Regions from separate parts of the Hordeum vulgare genome. Here region 1 is linked to region 2. The links are chromatin contacts, called in public Hi-C maps. All regions are on one chromosome and are shown on one strand. Each heading gives the region's core, a stretch centred on a gene start, on an enhancer-like site or on the middle of the called end of the contact. The rest is flanking DNA. Distances are from core to core; before and after follow the strand shown.

The links. A called contact is a pair of places that touch in the nucleus more often than the background predicts.
Region 1: a Hi-C map of seedling shows a contact between it and region 2, with 2.2 times the contacts expected there. The contact joins the promoter of LOC123407444 here to the enhancer-like site in region 2. A contact is called at or near these places in 3 of 6 Hi-C or Micro-C datasets (leaf and seedling).

What each region holds. Positions count from the first base shown.
Region 1 is chr7H:327,102,544-327,106,429 of MorexV3_pseudomolecules_assembly, reverse strand. It overlaps LOC123407444 (histone-lysine N-methyltransferase ATXR3), which reads right to left and starts at 1,821. Exons shown (of 21, transcript XM_045100581.1): 1 at 1,561-1,821; 2 at 1-1,455. The coding sequence starts at 1,337.
Region 2 is chr7H:326,425,590-326,429,335 of MorexV3_pseudomolecules_assembly, reverse strand. No RefSeq gene overlaps it. Among protein-coding and RNA genes, the nearest start is that of LOC123411702, 120 kb to the left of the region's middle. Within about 2 kb of position 1,540, at least 3 of the 3 cell types and tissues checked have open chromatin away from gene starts, as enhancers often do. A contact at or near this core is called in leaf and seedling, where this site is marked.

The sequences.
Region 1 (3,886 bases), core at 572-3,071, 680 kb before region 2:
GGAGGCATGTTAGGTGGTAAAGGCGGAGGTGGAGGCGGGGGAGGCGGCGGCGGTGGTGGTAATGGAGGTGGTGGCAGCAACTCAGTGTATTGAACACCCTCCGCTGCCTTCCCCTTGGAGATCCTCTCCTCACTCTTTATGTTGCTACCACTATTACTCTTAGTTGGTTGCTTTGTTGACTTATTTCTGTGCTGCACATTTTCTAGGTTGTTGCTTTCAAGCTTAGCACCCCTGCTCTTCTTACTTGCTTCATGGCTATCAGTTGTTCGACCACGTTCAGATGGTGATTTATCATGACAGAGCGGAGTTCGGTCTCTGATGTCATCGTGCTGAGTCCTCCCATGAGGGGAATTATCAATGCGGCTCGGTGTGTTATCCCTGTGATGGGCCTGGCGTGCTCTGTGTCGTGGTGAAATGTACGGACTGCGGTCTCTGTTATCACAGTTACGACCACGGTCTCGGTCTCGTGGGGAGCGCTCCATGCGGCCTGGGCTCCTCTCATGGCGAATGCGATCATGAGGAAAGCGTCCCAAGATGCCTGGGCTCCTCTCAAGACGATCATGCCGATCTCGTATTTGCGGCGAGATGTCATGATTTCTTCCAGACAAATGCTTCCCAGCAGAAGAACTCTTTGGCTCTCCCTTCCTTCGACTTTTTGACCCTGATTGAGTGCATGTCTCAGCTTGGTGTTTGCGGTAGTTGCTCTCGGGCTCGACTGTCTGGCTCTTCCTAGCACTGGCACTGCTGCTGCTCTCTGGCTTAATCTCACCAGGCTCCTCATCAGATTCACGTGAAGAGCCTTTCTTCCCATCCTCGCGGATGTGAGCTGACGAACTTATCTTGCCGCTATGACCCCGGTCCCGTATTTTTCCCAGTGGAGTAACCTCCCCTGGCTCCACCACATCTTTATTTGACTTTCTCCCGGTCTTGTCAGAGTTGCCTTTCCTCTGCGTCACAGGCACAAGCTCAGCCTTTTCAAGCTCCACGTTCCTCCTTGTCTTCCTTGTTGGCTCTGATTGCACGCCTACAATCTCCCCCGGCTCCAATTCTGCAGCTGGCGAGGAAGGCAGCAACTTGCGCCATTTCTTGGGAGGTATGGTCCTGTCCAAGTCCCGTCTGTTGTCTGCCTCTCCATTCAGCAGCAGCTCCCCTTCCTCGAGGTCGGGAGCTGAAGCCGAATAGTGCTTATGGTGGTGATGGTGGTGGTGGTGGTGGTGGTGGCCGTGCGCTTTCTCCCCCTTGTCTGGCATCGCTTCTCCCCTCACGAAGGAGTCGGCACGGAATCCCTCCACTGCACGCTGAGGCGGGACGGCGCACGCGACTCCTCCATCTCCCATGGAAAACCTGGGAGGGTGTCGTGAGCGGTCCAGTGCTCCCACGGCGAGAAAACCCTAACTCCCGGCGGCTCTCCCAGGGCTCTCCACGCTCATCTCCGGCGCGGCCGCGCACAAAACCCTAATTCCAGGCAAGCAGATAGCAGGGCACAAATCAAGAGCAATGAGAAGCAATTCGAATTGAACCAAATCGGATTGAGTTGGGCCCGGATCGTAGCGCTCGTACCTGCGGGGAATCGAGACGCGGCTCCTCAGATCGAGAGATCCGCGGCGGCGACGGTCCTTCCCGGAGGTGGCGTCGCGAGCTTGCCCTCCCCGGGGTCGCGGCGGTTCCCTTCCCGCGTCGGCCCCTCTCGAGCCTCGTCTCGTCTCCAACGCGGGCGGGGGCGCCCTCGCGCTCGCTATCGCCTTGGCCTTGGAGGGTGTTGGTGTGTGTGTTGGCTTCCTGGTCCTGGCTTAAGGGGGCTACTATGGCCTGTTTGTTCGTAAAGCCACCCCACGCCTTCGGTCTTATATGGGAGACGGGAGACGGGAGACGGGAAACGTTTGGGAGCGCCGGCCGAACTTTCGGCCGGTCGCCCGCTATCATGGGTCCTGCTTCTCTTCCGCCACTGCAGCGGCGAGCAGCATCAGCTAGCGGCGACAATGCGGGGTCCCGATAAGGTCGCCGTTTACTTCCGCATTAACGGTAAGTTGCGACGGCGAGCAGCTCAGCAAGCGATGACGGCAAGCAAGGTCGTCGTCTTTCCGTTTTCGTGCGGACTACCTCTTATCCGCATACCTGATTATTTCAGGACAACTCCAGCATTTTTCTAGCTCCAGCGGACGAGCTGTATAACTGTGATGGTTACGCACATCCACGACACACAGATGCACGGGCGGGGGACGAGCAGGGGTCTCCCCCCTCCCAACGATCGACGAAACTTGAAGTATATAGTGCATATTTGACTGATATGAGCAAGTACGTATGTATTTGGCCCCCCTATCAGCGGTCATATCCAAATTCTGGCTCCGCCACTGCACGGATGATGGGACCAACATCGAAATTTGCTACATGCTTCAACCAGCATCACAAATTGCTATAACCAGCATTGCATTTTGCTACCAGCGATGTTGCATTTTGCTATATCGCACATGGCATTGTGATTTTTGCTACAATAGGCAACGAAAAAAGATACCACCGACGGACAATTTTGTTGACCATTGTCTTGATACAACCACAATTTTTGCTACATTCGACGTTCAAATCGTTGCAACGGTTGCTGGATTTTGCTACCACGAGCGAGGAATTTTGTTACATCCATCAATGCCATAGCTGAGACCGGTGACGGTGGTGAGATGATTTTACTGCAACTGCCCTTTGATTTTGCTACTACAGGCAGATTTTTTTTGCTACATCCATCATGTCGGAGCTGAAACCGGCGGCGGCGGCCAGATGATTCTGTTGTAAGTGTCCATCGATTTTGCTACTATCAACAGTTTTTTGCTACATCCATCATGTGTCGGTGAGGCGGAGATGCATTCATGGCGTGTGCGGGCGGCAGCGTGAGATCCATCCATGACGAGCGGGGGGAGATCCATCCATGACGAGTGCGGGCGGCGGAGCTGCATCCATGACGAACGCAGATCACCGACGAGCGTGGGCGACAGAACTGCATCCATGGCGAGTGCGGATCACCGACGAGCGTGGGCGACGGAGTTGCATACATGGCGAGCGCGGGCAGCCGGCGAGCGCAGGATCTCCGGGGAGTGCGGGCGGCAGGCGAGCGCGAGCGACTGAGCTGCATACATGGCAAGGGCGGGCAGCCGACGAGCGCAGGATCTCCGGGGAGTGCGGGCAGCAGGCGAGCGCGGATCTCCGACATGGGGCGACGAGGAAGCAGGTGTGGAAAGAGAGGAAGAAGACTACCACAAGGGAGGAAGAGACTGCGGCGATTAATCGTGTGGTTAGGGACGCCCACATCATACGGCTGCTCGGTGGCCGGCAGAAACTTTGGGTCGGCGCGCCGGCACCCAGTACTGCCCTTTGATCATTTAGGGGCTTGATCATCGATCACATTTGGTAACTTTGCAAATAACACCTGACGAGGTCAAAATATGCGCAAAGTTATTGCCACATTATTGACTGCTGAAAAACATAAAGCTCATTAACTATAAACTGGCACAGTAGAGCAATTGTCGGTTGTCATGAATCGTGGTTGTCCGAGTTTCGCAGCGGTGGTCCTTCCAGGAGAGTGGTCACTGAATTTATGATTTAACTCTGATTTTCGTGCGTGCAACGAGGAAGTAGGAAAGTGCACCGAGACTTAACAGATGGCATGCCGCGGTATCATGCCAACATATTCTAAATGTTGATGCTTCCTTTCAGGAGAGCGATCACTCAGGTGGTTTTGGAGCGGTGGTCCGGGGCAATCGCAAAAGTTTCATTGCAGCATCTACTGCCAACTTATTGCACGTCAAAGATGTAGTTTCTGCAGAAGCGGCGGCACTACATGAAGGGCTAAAACTTGTGCATAATCTTGGGGGCGGTAATGTATTGGTGAGGATGGCCA
Region 2 (3,746 bases), core at 291-2,790:
GAATTTGTTCCAAGAATGAGATATTTAATCCCACAAATTTCTTGATCATGAGATATTTTCAACTCATGGGTTCTTCATTGAAGTTATCTTGGATTGGGTTTCACCTAAAGCTTTTCCTAAGGACTATTGCTATTATGGTCATTATTGTTGATCCAAGTTCTCAATCTATCGTCTTGGTGAAAGAAGTCTTGCATATCTCATTGCTCCGAAGAAATCTTTGTTTCCGTTAGTGGCTGGTTATCACCTCATAATCTTGGGATGGTTTTCATAAGCCCACTACAAGCTTCTTCTTTTCATTGTTGATTTTCCAAAAACTCCATTCAATCCTCCATGTATGGATTCTTTTCAAGTTCAATTGTGATGGAAGTTGTTATTTTCTTCTCCTTTTTAATCATTCCAAGTATCTAGTTTCTATTCTTTTGTTCCACATGCTTAGTGATGTTGTTGTTCTCTTCAATCTATGATCCTGTTTGGTCAAGATCATGTTATGGCATAGCTTGCTCATTTAACCGGAGTGTTGTGCCCCTCTAAGTCCTTTCCTTGTTATCAACTTTGCCTCTATTTCCTAGTGAAGTGCTATCGAAATTTCATCTGAAATCTTGTTTGTTCCTCATGTCATTCTTCATCTCTTTGCAACCTTCAAGGATTGTTGGTTTCACACGTTTGTCCAAGAAGCGATTAAGTTTTACCTATTGCTCTTGCTCTTACTCTTCCCTTTTCATTCTTAGATCTCTGGGCGAGATCTCTTGTCAGTGTAGGAGAGTTGTAACAACCCGAACCAACGCTCCAGAATATTTCCCTTTTATTCCGTCGTCGTTGAGTGATCTATTTGGTTGTCGCATTCATCATCGCATCATGTGCATCATCTGCATAACATCGGCAATTTATTGGTGTCAATTTTAAAAACATGCATCCATTATTAGTTGCCGGTTCTCTCTGTTTTGTCGTTGATCGTTTTAAGACCAACCACACACGCACACGCCCGCGACATCGTTAAAATATTTGTTTTTGGAAGTGTGTATAAAACTTTCTCGAATTGGGTTGAAAGTCGGCGCGCAATCTCATTTTAGTGTAGGTAGGCTGCGTGCCAAATTTCATTACAATCGGAGTCTCTTTGATACCCGAACCATTAAATATATGGCGGCGCTATAGCTGGTCAAATTTTTGAAAGTTTTGATGTTTTAAAACTTTATCATGCTTCACAAACTTCCCTTTCATCCCCACGTAGCCCATCTACATAGCCCACTAGACCCACCTAGACCCTCCCTCCATTCGTGGTCATCGGATCGCGATCGGGCGGAAAAGGTCCAACCCATTATAGACCAATCCCTATATAAACCCACCCTATGCAGAGAGCCCCCTTACTATCTAGGGTTCCCCATTGACGGAATTGCAGACACCCTTTAGAAAACCCCACATTCTAGCCCCACATACGTGTAATCCGGAGATCCACTTAGAAAACCCCCACATTCTAGCCCCACATACGTGTAATCCGGAGATCCACTCCTAGCATGTTATTTTCAGCCACGAAAATCTGAAATTAGGGTCAAAAATCATCCTGCAGCCCCGTCGGACATGTACGCGGCCACCCCTAACATGTCTGTGCGACCGCAGCCACCACCGCGCCGCCGCTCGCCCACAGGTGTAACTTGCAGCGCCGCGTGAGCTCGCGCCTCGGCTACCTAACCCTCGCCCTATCACCGCTCTCTGCCCATAGCTCCCATGTGCAGACACTACCGCCGCTCGCCGCCGTGCCGACCCAGCGACCGCCGTCAACCGCGCCCATGGAGCCGCCAGCCGTAGCGAGTCGCACGCGCGACGGAGCTCCACCTTCGGTCCGCCTCCACACCTATCCGGCCGAAGACCGGACACTGTCAACCTCTCGTGGACAGATCTGGTCAGCCGCGCCGCCCCGCCGTGTTTGCCTCGCTGAGTCTTTGCCCTGCCACGTTCCCGCTTGAGCGGTGTTGACCGCTCGCAAATGCACGCCTAGGCCGCCGCAGCGCCGTGTGGGCCGCGCCTCGCGCGTCAGGTCTCCACACCAGCTGGCCGAGCCCAGCCTAGCCTATGGCCCATAACTCCCCAAGCCGACCTCCGGAGCGCCTCGGTCCAGTGCGCGTGCCCGAGCCCCTGCACCTCCGAGGCCCAGCTGACCTCCTCGACCGACCCCTCTGAATGGGCCGAGCCCATGGGTGAGCTCCCAACCTCCTTGTTTATTTGACGCCCACGCACAGTTTAGTTATCTAACGCTCTCCCCTGTGTAGCCTAGTTCTAGCTAGATTCGGCTTGTTTAGTTTTTTTGGTTTTGAGAATTTGTGTAATTATCCAGTCGTGCATATTACAGAAGATTGCATGTTTTAAAAATGCTCATATCTAATTAACCGTGCATCAGATTAAAATGAATTAGATATGTAAAATGTCCAGAATGAATTAGATATGTAAAATGTCCAGAATTTCGTGTAGATTAAGAATTTGCAGCTTTCACGCATGTTTAAAAATGTTTAATTTGTTGTTTGCATTGTTTTGCGTGATGTCATATTAAAATGAGTTAATTCATAGCAAATAATCGTGCATCGGACTTAAAAACTTTATACATGAAAACTGCTTAGAATTTTTTTGTAGTTTCACAATAACCAATTTGCACACATGTTTAAAATGTTTTAACATGTTGTTTTATTTAGTTTGTGTAGATGCTATGTTAAAATGGTTTATTTCATAATTAATTAACCGTAGCTTCAATTAAAATATTTTATATATGCAACTTGGCTAGAAAAATGTGTAGAATATCATGGAAACATTTAATTTGCTGTTTAACAGCTCTAAAATTATGTTTTAGGCAGATCTGTAGCAAATTCAAAAATTACATATCGAGACTTTCTGGAATTGTTATTTGTTGTTCCGACCTCATATAACCTTGTGTAGAATATCATGTAGTTCCATAATATCTTGTTGAACACATGATTAACATGCTTGTGGCTGTCATTTGCATACATTTGGTATTCATGACATATCATCTTGTGTTGGTCATGTCTTTTAGACCGTAGCTCCATTTTAAATATTTTATTTATGTAAACCGACTAGAATGATGTGTAGAATCACATGGTCCACTTTATTTTGCTGTTTAATCAATATAAAATATGTTTAATACATATCTGGACTAATTTTGAAATTAACATATGAGGTCGTTTCAAAAATCATATAAGTTGTTTCCGACCCATGTAAAATGCCTAGCTAGTGTAGTGTATTTACGCTTGACCTCTTGCTTATTTAAACAACATTTAAAATTGATGAGTACCTAAGCGGGAGTGAACTAAACATATGCATGTGGAGTTTCGTCAATATATTACTTGTTGCATATTGAGCTTCACTTAAGGTGTAGTATTCGATTATTTGAGGAGGCTAACTTACGAGTACAAGAATAAAAGAGGGGGATGATCTACGCATAGCGGACGTGAGCTACTTATGATCAACTGAATGATCCTGAACACCTACTTAGGTCAGACATAACCCCACGGTGTCCTCTTCCGGAGAAGGAGCTCATGAAAGAAACAGTCACAGTTATGAACTCAGTTGGCGTATTTTAATTAAGCTTACTTGAAGTTATCTAGAACCGGATGTTAAACAAAGTTTCCATGTTGCCACATAACCGTGAGCATGACTTTCCGAAAGATTTAACCCCATAGGGGTGGTCCAACTAGTCCATCACAAACTACCACATGCTGGGACGGAATGACCTCGATCAAGTA